Regions from separate parts of the Mus musculus genome. Here all the other regions are linked to region 1. Evidence: chromatin contacts called from public promoter capture Hi-C data. All regions are on one chromosome and are shown on one strand. Each heading gives the region's core, a stretch centred on a gene start, on an enhancer-like site or on the middle of the called end of the contact. The rest is flanking DNA. Distances are from core to core; before and after follow the strand shown. Region 1 holds the start of Ccl2 (chemokine (C-C motif) ligand 2). Region 2 holds the start of Slfn5os (schlafen 5, opposite strand). Region 3 has its middle 16 kb from the start of Gm24612.

Region 1 (4,207 bases), core at 1,264-3,763:
CCTTCCTATTCCAAACCCTGTATTGAGCTTCCTCTTGAAAAATCCCCATCTCTTGATATACATGCAGCTCCATCGGATGGTTTCCCTCGCTCTTCCCCGTTTAATGTACACACCATTTTCATTTCTATTTTTGGATAATTTCCCCCACCTACCAGTTTTCCTTAATGCTTTTGTGTTTTTTTTCCTATAAAACTAACCATTATCAAGGATAAGTTCATGTCTTCCTCTCTCTAGGAAGCATTACCATAACCTTCCTATAGAAGATGGTTAAGTCTCCCGTCTGTTCTCCACTGTCTGAACTACCTATGCAGTTAGAGAATTATAAATTGCAGAGCTGTAGATGGAAGTGATGTATCCCAGTTAAAGGGCAACTAGGACATGTGACTGGGAAGGACTGGGGCTTTTGTTGAGCATGTATCTGAGAAGCAATGCTAGGGACCAAAACAATGGTACTAGCATCCCTGACTGGGCCCCATCTTGAAGAGTCTATGACACTCAGATAAGACCATTCAATACAAAAGAGTGGGCCATTCACTCTCCTGTTCCCCCACAATATGTGTCCCAACCTGTGTTGCTCTCCAAGCTTATATACTCTCAGCTTTGCAGTTTCCCTCAAGAAAACACTCAAAGTCAGACTGGTGTACAAAAATAATATATTTCTTTTAATAATAAGGAATATCCATAATAATATTTTAAACAATACCTTGGAATCTCAAACACAAAGTTTACCCATTCATCTTTACAAAATTCATCTCTCATACATTGAAAGTGTTGAATCTGGATTCACAGAGAGGGAAAAATGGATCCACACCTTGCATTTAAGAAATTTTAGTATTCATGAAAGGGAATACCATAACATCAATAAGTTAAATAAGTTTAATATTAATTAAGGCATCACAGTCCGAGTCACACTAGTTCACTGTCACACTGGTCACTCCTACAGAAGTGCTTGAGGTGGTTGTGGAAAAGGTAGTGGATGCATTAGCTTCAGATTTACGGGTCAACTTCACATTCAAAGGTGCTGAAGACCTTAGGGCAGATGCAGTTTTAAATAAAGTTGTAGGTTCTGATCTCATTTGGTTCCGATCCAGGTTTTTAATGTATGTCTGGACCCATTCCTTCTTGGGGTCAGCACAGACCTCTCTCTTGAGCTTGGTGACAAAACTGTGGGAAGAGAAAAGACACTGTTAGATGAAGTTCAGTCTGGTATACATGGAGGGGCTGTGTAGAGCTCAGCGGGGGAGGGCAGGTAGAAAAAGGGGACTCAAAGTGACCTGCTTCTCCTGCAGGTTTTCTAAGATAAGCTTGTGGAGTAGAAAGGGCCTGAACAGCAGCCATAGAGACAATGCTGTTGAGAACTGCCTTTGCCTTCTTGGCCTTGGTTTCCCCATTGGATCTGAGTGTGTGACTGACTATAAGTATATGAGGACCATCCCTTGTTCTTAAGGAAAAACCTTTGGACCAGGGAGGGCCGGGGTATGTAACTCACACTACAGCTTCTTTGGGACACCTGCTGCTGGTGATCCTCTTGTAGCTCTCCAGCCTACTCATTGGGATCATCTTGCTGGTGAATGAGTAGCAGCAGGTGAGTGGGGCGTTAACTGCATCTGGAGAGTAAAAGAGAAGCACATTAGGACAGGAAAGATGCTTCTGACCTTAGAGAAGAGAAGGACCACGGGGAGAAGGCAGTTTCAGCAGGATGGGATATAAATGCCAATACATCAGATCTGGGATGTGATCTTTGACAACAGACTCAGTTATTTGCAGCTTAAAGTAGGCTCACAGTCTTGGGTAGAGGGATGCCATTAAAACTATGTGACTCTGGGGACTGTCATTTGGGGGAGTTAGAAGTCAAATTACTATGACCTGAGAAGATTACCTGAGTACATTACTGTAGGCTGCAAAAAAAAAAAAAAAAAAAAAAAAAAAAAAAAAATCAAATCATGAGTATCTCTGATCCCAACCACCTCCGCTAAGCTGCTATCTCTGGAAGCAGGGCTGGGTGAAACACAGCTCGGATCTTGGATCTCTTCCCCTTTCTCCTCTATCTGGAAAAAGGCACCAACCCAAGCCTCTGTTTGATCACCCAGGTTCCCAAATACTGAGGGAAGTAACTGGAACAGGAACTATATGAAGGTGTGATTCCAAATTTAGATCTAACAATTAAAATTCTAGTTGCTTTCCAGAAGCAATCTTGTAATTGGGTTGGCTCTTTGTCCTTCCTTCTTTATGCTCCTTATCTTGGTTAAAGAAAAAAAAAAAAGTACCTGACCATGTGAGACTATGCTATCACAATCCACGACAATTCAAAAATGGGGTGATATGCTGGGAAGGGAGCTGGGGGGGTCTCACCTGGCTGAGCCAACACGTGGATGCTCCAGCCGGCAACTGTGAACAGCAGGCCCAGAAGCATGACAGGGACCTGCATGGTGGTGGAGGAAGAGAGAGCTGGCTTCAGTGAGAGTTGGCTGGTGCTGGTGCTGGGCTGGCCTTCCTCCCGTCTGGCTCTCTGCACTTCTGGCTGCTCTGAGGCAGCCTTTTATTGTAAGCCAGGGGGGTGGAGTCAGGCAGGGTGCTTGGTGCCAAGGAGTAGCATCACCCTGGATAAGTGATGGAAAGTGGAAGTTGAATCCGCTGAGTAAGTGCAGAGCCCTCGGGTGTTTCCAGGAAGTGGAAGAGAGAAACTGTGGGTTGGAATTTGGTATTTTTCTAGCCACTCCTGGGAGCAAATGAAGCTGCGCAGGGAGTAGGGGGGGGGGGGGGGAAAGAGGGAAGAATTGGCAGTAATTGTACTACTGTGACCACAAGTGTGAATGGAGTGGCTCTGCTTTCACTGAAATAAAAGGAAGTGGCCAAGGAACCTAAAGTCCTTAGGAAGAAGATGCTTGGAAACACAGCCTAGCTTGCCCCTGGCTCAAGGAACCTTGCAGCTGGGAAAGGACCCCCAGTAAGTCGGCTGAGTCCTTGGTTATCAGGCCTTGTTGAATACAGCATTCTCTCCACTTGGTGGTTACCAGATATTTTGCAGCACTAAGAAGCTTTGTGACATTGATATGAACTGTCTGAGTTGTAAAAGTCCAGACCTGGAAAGCCATATACATGAGCTCATGGTGCAGAAGAAATTTCTATATAAAACTCACCTAGTGCTTACTCTGGGCCAGGAGTGGTTGGAACCCTTCACAGTGCAGTCTCTAATTTCCCCAGCTCTGGTAAGTAGATGCTGTTACTCCCCATTCTCAGATCAGGCAGCTGAGGTCCAGAAGGGTCATGTAGGTAACTGCCCTAAGAGTCCCTGGAACAGGACCCAGGTAGCTCCAGCCTGGCTATCATCACATTACCTTCAAACTAACAGACAGCTAACGGGCCATGGAGAAACATGCCTTTTGGTTAAGTCATGATGAATTAGAAGCCTGTGTGTTAGCGTTTACTACTCCTGGTAGCTCTCTGCCCTGTTTCCTTCGTGATTTCCAGGGACCATGAGTGAGCCAACTGGAATGTCTGGCTTAATTCAGCTTTCCAGGTTTAGATTTCTTCACAAACAGTGTGATCAAAGCGATAAAATCTGAAAGCCCTTAGAATTCATTTCAGCAGACTCTTGATAAAAAGAGTGGCGCTCTCACATGCGTGCCAGTGGCTGAGCGGAGTCTTCCACTCAGGTATCTTGATTTCCTCCTTCCTCTGTAGCATCCTTTTGAGTCTTTCCTGATTGGCAGAGTTGTACCCAAGATTTGTCTTTCATAGAGAGTCGTGGAGACAATGACTGTAAAGGAATGGGGGGATGCTTGGAAGAGAACAGTTCTGAAGTTAATATATTTGTGATAGGAAATAAGCTTTATCAAACAAGCTGCTGTGTTTATTCCATGGCAAGTGGTCCTTAGCAGCATTGTGATGGCTTACCAGGAGCCAGGCATAGTCAGTTGTCAAAAACCTAATTACCCATAGGTAACACAGGTGACACGGGGTGGGGGTGGGGCTGGTGCTTCCAGAATGCTTCCCTGGACCTGAGATTTGTTTTTTGGTTTTTCGAGACAGGGTTTCTCTGTATAGTCCTGGCTGTCCTGGAACTCACTTTGTAGACCAGACTGGCCTCAGAAATTTGCCTGCCTCTGCCTCCCAGGTGCTGGGATTAAAGGCGTGCGCCACCACGCCCGCTTGGACATGAGATTTAATGTCTCACAATGGATGTTAGTTTCCTAGTTTGCGGTAC
Region 2 (4,207 bases), core at 775-3,274, 930 kb before region 1:
GCTCTAAATATTGAGTTTCAGAGAAGCCGAGCGTGGTGGCACATGCCTTTAATCCCAGCACTCGGGAGGCAGAGGCAGGTGGATTTCTGAGTTCGAGGCCAGCCTGGTCTACAGAGTGAGTTCCAGGACAGCCAGGGCTATACAGAGACCTAAAGCAAATGACAAATGAGTATTTTTTCAGCAACGGCCTTCGAAAGGCTGTTTGAACTGGGGAGCGCACAGAGAGCAGAGATATTTGACTTATGTTTGCATACTGTGGTTACTAAATTAAGTGTGGAGTGATGCCAGGCTTAGACTCTGTACATTCTTCCTCTTCGGCCCTCTACCTTCCAAACCACTGCACCCACACTTTGGCACTTTGACGGTAGTAACTCTGGGTCCCCACAGGAATAGTATTAAGGCGGAGTCAAAGATTCTGAATAAATAAGTCATGTAGAAGGCAAAGATCAGAAACAGCAATGCCGATGAAAGGCAAAACAGGAAGCAACTCGACAAGCTAAACTGAACTGGACTCACCCTGAAATCATAGCTTGCAGTTTGTGAACTTACATTTCAAACTATGTCCTGCTAAAGATGGACACACTCTCTCCCCCTCTCCCCTTCATGCTCCCTCCACACACCAAGATCAAGCATTTCTGCCGGTGGCTGTGTTAAAAACAAGGAAAATATCTGAGTCTACGAGAAGTCAGCAGTCATCTCATAATTAGCTCTTTCCTGCCTACCTCAAACAACCAGTCCTTCCTGATACACACACACACATACACACACACACACAGAGAGAGAGAGAGAGAGAGAGAGAGAGAGAGAGAAAGGATATCTCAGTGCCAGCTAATTGCTCTGCTGTCTCTTCCTACTGTCTACATCCCCCATACTCATATTTGCTTGCCCTGAGTGTGGCTGATTGTACATGAAATGTTTTTGGTGCTTAAATGTTTAGATCAAAGAGCTTCAAAGACAGCTAGAGACCAACCCAAGCTAACTGAAAACTGGCATCTTCCTATCAAAACACAACCTTTACAATATACAGATGTGTCCTTGCCCTGGAAGCCAGACAGAGCAGAGCATTGTAGAAAATGGCCGTCTCAGATCCCATTGGAATGATCCCAAACACAATACTTCTTTCCATGCCTGAAAATCGGTGAACACTCTCCAACACGACGTGACTACCCAGACTATCCAACCCCTCCCTGACCTGCACTAGTAAACTGGGCTCCTCAGCGAGCTGAGACATGGACCTCCTCCTCATTGCTAGCAGAAGCTTGTCTCTACATTTTTCTATATCTCTGGCTCTAGTGAAAAGAACAGCAACATCCGTGAAATAGCCAGACCTCCAAAGACTCTGGCATTTCTCTGCTACATAGACTGACATCTGCTCCAAATTCAAGTTATCAGTAATCTCTAAGTTGCCTGTGACATCTGGACCCCATTCAAGTTCTTCACCCACCATCAAGGCTTCTTGGGGGACATTTGGGGGAGGATTTTCTCTGATTTGATGCATTATATCCTGAAGGTAGCTGGTTATGTTGTCTCCGCTGCGGAGCATTCTGGTGAGCTTCAATAACGGCTTCTGGTGTTGGAGCTCAGGGAGGCCACTGCAACACAAGTGATTGATCTGAAAGTAATCCAGAAAAATGTAGAGAACTCCTGGGCCATCTCTCGCTCTCTGAGTGATGGCTTTGGCCTTTGCGTACCAGTTCCCGTCCTCCGTTCGGAAATTCTGAGCTTCGTCCACGATGATATGTTGCACATTATCAAAGGTATTTTTCATGAAGGTTTTCCGTGTCACTGCCTGGCAAACGTTTTTCCTGATGCAAGTGTAAGAAACACAGTCAGATTTCCTCAGCTAAGCAAAGAAAGGCAGCCCAATAGATAGGAATAGTTCCTGAGCATGGAAGCAACAACCCAGAGCTTAGCCCTCGAAAGCCACGCCCATTCAAATTGCCCACCAGAAAGAAATGAATAGTCAGGTTGCTTACCTCACAATGAACCTCTTCAAGGACTGGTTCTCACAGATGTAAAGAATGTTGTCAGCTTGACAGTTGAACACATTCCTGATCTTCCCCACGATCATGAGAGCTAGAGTGGTCTTCCCTGATCCAGGTAAGCCGTGAACAAACATCTCTCTGTGCTTGCTCAGGTTAGTTGAAAGCAACCCGTACTGTTGGTCTGAGAGCAGGGCCACAGTCTCAGACTCCAAGTTTAACTCTTCATTTAACAGGGGTCTGAACCCAAACAAGATGATCACAAGAGATTGCAACAGAGCTTCCACCTGCTGTGTGGTTATGAAGTTATAGGATTCGGGGTACACTGGCATTTCTAAGTCATTCCTTACTCTTTGGTGAGAACCCAGTGGTAAGACCAAGGGAATGATGCCTAATCTTCCAGGGTAGCCACCCATGTTCACCAGCTTCTGCTTCAGGGTACGGGCAACTTTCATGGAATAGTGCCTGTTCCCCAGATCCCACTTGTTGCAAATGGTGTACAGGATTGGAACGTTGTTCGGGGAAATCAGAAGAGCGTCACAGATGACATCTTGCCTCCTCTGAAGACCTAGATCTACAGCCCAGCTGTGGGAGAAGATCAATATCCCTTGAGAGAAACAGCGCATTTCCATATTTATTAAGTTTCTTAGTCCTCTGTAATCTGCGAAGAGGTCCTTGTAGACGCTCTCTGGAGTATATGTAATCCTGTTGGGTGACACTAGACAAGGAAAGAATCGGAATGAATCAGAGACAAGCTAATAATCACCATTGCTGTGGGAATCTTTCTTGAATAAGCACTCTTGAATAATCTTTCTTGAATAACACCAATGAGAGTGGAAGAGAGGACCAGTGGATGAAAAGCCTTCATGCCCGTGCCATCTGTAATAACGCATTACACTTTAAAACCACTAGGTGGAGGGAGCGAGCAAGCAAGATTTTATAGAGTATGTGGCAGGCAGCAGGATTTAGAGGGCCAGGACTTATTTATTTATTTGTCTATTTATTTATTAACTGTTTCTCCAGGTCATTCTGTTTCAGATGGCAAGTGAAGCCCTGCTTGGCCAACAGATGTACAAGCAGTGCTTTAAGTAAATCACTAAACAAATCAGTAGCTAGTAATTAGTCTTACTCTACCATTATATGATGTAGATCTCGATCTTTGAGCTCTATCATGTATCAATGATCAGTTTTATATTAGTAACAAAAAGAGAAGCAATCTTGAGTCTGAGGGAGCCCATAACCAGCTGTGATCAACATGGACTACACTGAGAACACAGTAGCCAAGGCAGCAAGAAAGAACCTCTCTTGGACTATGAGAACACTAGTGGGAAGGTGGTGCATGCCTTTAATCCCAGCCCTCGGGAGGCAGAGGCAGGCAGATTTCTGAGTTCGAGGCCAGCCTCTACAAAGTGAGTTCCAGGACAGCCAGGGCTACACAGAGAAACCCTGTCTAAATTTGTCTTTGTTCTATGTCCTGCAAAAGCTTAATGGTGAAACAACTAAAACCAAGAAAAATCCAGAAACACCAGAATGTTTCAAAATATTTTCTTATCAATAAGAGAACCTAGAAAATCTATGAACAAAGTCACAAGATGTACCTGGACATGGTCCACACTCAGCCCTGCACTTGCACATGGCACATGGCAATAATGCACTCGTTCTCACTGCTAATGTTGGATGCTGCAACTACATTGCAACATACTTACCCACTGTGGTAATGGTTGTAAGCCATCATGTGGGTTCTGGGAATCAAATCCAGGTCCTCTGAAAGAGCAGCCAGTGCTTTTAACTGTTAAGCCACAGCTCCAGCCCCTCTCTGCACTTTCCATAGGTGGTTTTGTATGGACTCAAAACAAGGCTTTTCTCCCCCAAATATGGAAACAGTCAACCTGTTCCAAAGTGGCCAGAAACAACAGTTACCTGGAAAGTAATCCTTCTGCAGGTCTTCCACACATTTCAAATATTTATGTGTGAACACGGTCTTGCTGCAGGGTGTGGTGTTTAACATACTCTTCCAGGGGATCATCTGAGGGAAACTGGAAAGGTCTGAGGAAACATGAAACAACCGTTGAGTACACAGAGGGCAGAAAACGCCTCTTAGCTGAACCATTTGCAGATATTTGCATTTCCAGCACAGATCAGCTAGAAACCAAACCCAGGTTCTCTGCCAGAACTGCCCATGCTCCTAACCTCTGAGCTACCTCTCCAAACCTTTAATAGTTAAT
Region 3 (4,207 bases), core at 1,134-3,633, 540 kb before region 1:
CCCCTCGCCTCACCTTTTAATGCACACTTGATTTTGATCACTCCCTCATTTAGCATCCTTTTTTCAAGGTCTAGTGCAGATCTGTTCGGTGTGTCCTTCGTGTAGCTGTGGTGATGGGTCTCCTCTCTCCACCCAGGCTTCTTCCTACCCAATCCAGCCTCCTGACCCTAGCCATTCTGAACAGACTCCCTATGGTCCCAGGAACTTGCTGTTTCCTCCCTACTACAAGACCTTGGCAGGTGCTCTTCCCAGCTCTTCCAGGGAGCTGTCTGACTTCTGGAAATGTACCTAATGGCCTGGAAGCCTACCCTCTGCTACTCCTTCCTCATTCTCAGCCCCATGTCCTCACAGGATTATACCCTAGTTTATGTCACCCAAACCCCTCTGTATTAGTCAGGGTTCTCTAGAGTCACAGAACTTATGGATAGTCTCTAGATAGTAAAGGAATTTATTGATGACTTACAGTCGGCAGCCCAATTCCTTACAATTGTTCAGTCGCAGCTGTGAATGGAAGTCCAAGGATCTAGCAGTTACTCAGTCTCACGCAGCAAGCAGGCGAAGGAGCAGGAGCAAGAGCAAGAGCTAGACTCCCTTCTTCCAATGTCCTTATATTGTCTCCAGCAGAAGGTGTAGCCCAGATTAAAGGTGTGTTCCTTAAACTCGGAGATTCAATCTTCTGGAATCCATAGCCACTATGACTCAAGATCTTCAAACCAAGATCCAGATAAGGATCTCCAAGCCTCCAGATAAGGGTCACTGGTGAGCCTTCCAATTCTGGATTGTAGTTCATTCCAAATATAGTCAAGTTGACAACCAGGAATAGCCACTACACCCTCTATGGTATCGCTGTGCCTTGGGTACTGAGAAAACCACGCCTTCCTTGAACCGGACTGTGTCTGGTTCATCTCTTGTGTTTTCCAAGTCCAGATCTGGGGTAAGCTGGAGAGCAGAAGCACATAGTAGCTTTGAATGCAGCTCAGAAGCATCCTCCCCAGGGCCACAGCCAACACAGGGCTTTTGAGCAATGCAGCCGGGTCCGTGAACCTTAAACGGCCACTGATTTCCCAGTCTTAGTGTGAAAACGAGGACATAAGTGTCTCATTAATGCCTTTTAAATGTTCACTCTGCATTGAAAAGATCACATATTGGATTCATCAGGTTAAATAAAATATCTTTAAAAATTAATCTCACTCACTTATTTTAACTTTTCAGGATGGGGGTTGGAAATGTAAAATTGCAGATAATGTCTCTTGATTAACACCTACCAGTGAGCATTGATCTTGATCTAGCCTTCCCAGGTTCAAATCCTTGCTTTCCTATGCCAGACAGCCTGGGGCAAGCCAATTAATGGCCTCAGTTTCCCCATCTGTAAAACAAGTATAATATTAGAATCCTGTTCCCAGGCTTGTTACAAAAATTAGACCAGCTCACACTGTGGGCTTTGCAGATAGGAAGGCTAATATAAATATTAACCATAGCTTACTCTGATTAGTCACACAATTAATATTTGTTGAACAGAGCATTGAATTTCTAAATCCTAACCACCTCACCCCACCTTATTCCCGCTGTAAGCATTTATCTGTCACCCAACATTTATTCAGCAAATATTTATTGAGACACTACGGTGCACCAGGTTCTGTGATTGACACCACAGGCAAAGAAGATTTCGTCAATCAATTAATGGGTTCCACGGATCTTAGCTGAGCTCGGCTTTTGGTGCCAGGGATGACTATAATCTGGGGTCTACACAGGCTACACATTCGCCTCGGGATGGGATGTCAATCAAGGCATGTAGAGAAGACAATACTTAGCAAGAGTTTGACACTGTAGGCTGCCTGCTAGGATGGGGGACCAACAGGGTAGGTAGAAACCAGGAGCAGGGAGGAGAGGGTGCCAGGAGATGCCTTGGGCAGATCAGATGGAACTCTGGGAGAGGCTGGCCAGAAAGAAGGAAGCTGCTCCAGGGAGTGGAGAAACATCTTCCCTGTCATCCATCAGATTTGGAGCAGAGAGAGCTGGGTCATGGAAGTTAACCGGAAAAGCACGGACACATCAATATCAGTCGAGCCGGCTGATTGTTCCTAAGCAGACAAGCCAGCTGGTTGATTGAATTTTTCACTCATCGTTAGGGTGCCCAACAGAAATCTAGGAAACAGAGCCCTCCAGCCAGCAGCCCGGGCATCCCTGAGTTTAGGCTCCCAGACAGCAGTACCCCTCTAGGCCTTCCTGCCAGACTCTAACACCCAGCCTTCATGGCTGGCAGTTTAGTGCACAGCTGGTAAGTTAAAAGCAGTTTAGTGATAATTCCACCTCGCACTGAAGACTTCCAGGGACTGTTAATGAATTTAAATGCCGGGGATTTTCTCTGATGCCTCATTGCATATGCTCCTCACATTAAGATGCTAATGAGGGCTCTAGTGGATGGAGGCACTGGAGTCTGACCAGGGACGGTGGCCTGGGAAGGGTTGCTGGCTGGTCAGGGCTTTTCTAATTCCTTATCAGTGCTGGATCAGTGACCTCTCAGAGTGGGTTAACTGGCCCTAACCTCCTTAGGGTTGGGGGATGCACTCAGCTGGGACTGAGTCAATGCAGTGCCTGGAGCTGAGGCTAATGACGTCGGCAGTCTTAGTGAGCAAACAGGGGAGTTGCTGTGAGATTCCAACTAAGGCCTGGGATTCCATCCAAGAGGCTGTGCCTCACGGACCCAGATGGATTGTGGGTGAAAAAGACTTCAAGTCTGAGTTCTTGAAGACTAAACTTCCAAGAAAGCGCTGAATTCCACCAGGATAAAAGATTGCCCAAGAGGCAGGTGGCACAGAGTGACAAGGTGCGTGGACACTGGGCAACTGGCTGGGATGACAATCAGGCTGCCCTTGAGGACATCAGAAAGGGTAGTTGGCCTAGAATCCCCGTGAGGATGGGAAGATGGTGTGTGGCTTCTCTTCTTGATAAAGGCAAAAGAAAGAGACATAAGAGCCAGGCAGTGGTGGCACACGCCTTTAATCCCAGCACTTGGGAGGCAGAGGCAGGCGGATTTCTGAGTTCAAGGCCAGCCTGGTCTACAGAGAGAGTTCCAGGATAGCCAGAGCTACAGAGAGAAACCCTCTTTTGAAAAACAAAAACAGAGAGAGAGAGAGAGAGAGAGAGGGAGAGAGAGAGAGAGAGAGAGAGAGATTAAGGTTGTAGAACAAAGAAGTTGTAATGCTGATTTTTTGGGGGTGGGGTGGGGGGAAGGAGCAGGCACCCTGGTTTGAACCTTACATCTGCCACCAAGAAACTGTGGGACCTCTGGCAATGAGATACTGAATCCTTTTCTGCCTCAGTTTCCCCATTCGTTAAACAGTGATACAAATAGTTAAGTATCTGCCTTGCTTGCCCAGTTAATCCCTTGGATTAGTGATGAAAGCTGCAGGTCTTCCCCAGCCAGTTTTCTGGCTCTGCTTATGGAGAGCAATCTGAGAGGAGGTAAGCCAAAAGGTGGGCTCCATGCCTGAGAGCACTGGGGAAAGGGCTCTGATAACGCAGCTTCATTTCTGCCGACTCGCACTACACACAGTGGGGAGAATCTGCCGGCTCCCCTAGAAACCATTTTCCTGGGTTTCCTGAAAATCCACCGACAATTTCTGTAAATTTGTTTAAGGATTAAATTAATAAGTCTCTTCTCCTTGGCTGCCATCAACACATAGAACCCTGTGGTTCTCTGCTCCCACAAGCAGCTTCTGAGGCTGCATGTGGAAGAAGAGAGGCCGCTTCAGAGCCTTGCTGTACCCAGGTAAACCTGGGGGGGGGGCTCCTGAAGTGTGGATGCACTGCCCTGCTCAGCACCCACTTGTAGGAGCACTGTCGAGGGCGGCACCCTGGCTAGCAGCTGTGTGAGAGCCGATTTTTGTTCTTCCTCCTCGGATCAGGGCTCTGGATCTTCCTGTCATTCAGAAAGCTCCTTCCGTGGAGGGTTAATATCTTCCCCAGAGATGCTTTGGGAGTTCCTCCCACACTGCCAGGATTCCTCACTATCCGGGATACTTCCCAATGGCATAGGATACCTGTCATAGGGTAGAGGTAGAGGGTTCGATAGATTCTGAGACCACTCTGTTCTGGAGACCTCTGTGAATGACAACACCCTGGTAAGTTCAGGAGACAGAAAGAAGCCTGAAGGCTAACTGGCCTTTCTTGGATCCCTTAGGACTGGCAGACTCCAGAGGAACAA

The links. Promoter capture Hi-C pulls out the DNA fragments that hold promoters and counts their contacts.
Region 2: a contact with region 1 is called in a promoter capture Hi-C map of embryonic stem cells, with 2.0 times the contacts expected there. The contact joins the promoter of Slfn5os here to the promoter of Ccl2 in region 1. A contact is called at or near these places in 15 of 39 promoter capture datasets (the 3T3-L1 cell line, 3T3-L1-derived adipocytes, the HPC-7 cell line and 11 more).
Region 3: a contact with region 1 is called in a promoter capture Hi-C map of hippocampal neurons, with 2.3 times the contacts expected there. The contact joins the enhancer-like site here to the promoter of Ccl2 in region 1. A contact is called at or near these places in 4 of 39 promoter capture datasets (embryonic stem cells, hippocampal neurons, pre-B cells and 1 more), 1 of 484 Hi-C or Micro-C datasets (B cells) and 1 of 9 other capture datasets (adipose tissue).

Annotation. Positions count from the first base shown.
Region 1 is chr11:82,033,883-82,038,089 of GRCm38.p6, reverse strand. It overlaps Ccl2 (chemokine (C-C motif) ligand 2), which reads right to left and starts at 2,513. Exons shown (of 3, transcript NM_011333.3): 1 at 2,353-2,513; 2 at 1,490-1,607; 3 at 638-1,164. The coding sequence starts at 2,428. The coding sequence ends at 912.
Region 2 is chr11:82,958,498-82,962,704 of GRCm38.p6, reverse strand. Slfn5os (schlafen 5, opposite strand) reads left to right here and starts at 2,024. Exons shown (of 3, transcript NR_045932.1): 1 at 2,024-2,100. It overlaps Slfn5 (schlafen 5), which reads right to left. Exons shown (of 6, transcript NM_183201.4): 4 at 3,903-4,028; 5 at 1,977-2,700; 6 at 1-1,805. The coding sequence ends at 1,001.
Region 3 is chr11:82,578,372-82,582,578 of GRCm38.p6, reverse strand. No RefSeq gene overlaps it. Among named protein-coding and RNA genes, the nearest start is that of Gm24612, 16 kb to the left of the region's middle. Within about 2 kb of position 2,383, at least 40 of the 459 cell types and tissues checked have an H3K27ac peak or open chromatin away from gene starts, as enhancers often do. A contact at or near this core is called in hippocampal neurons, where this site is marked.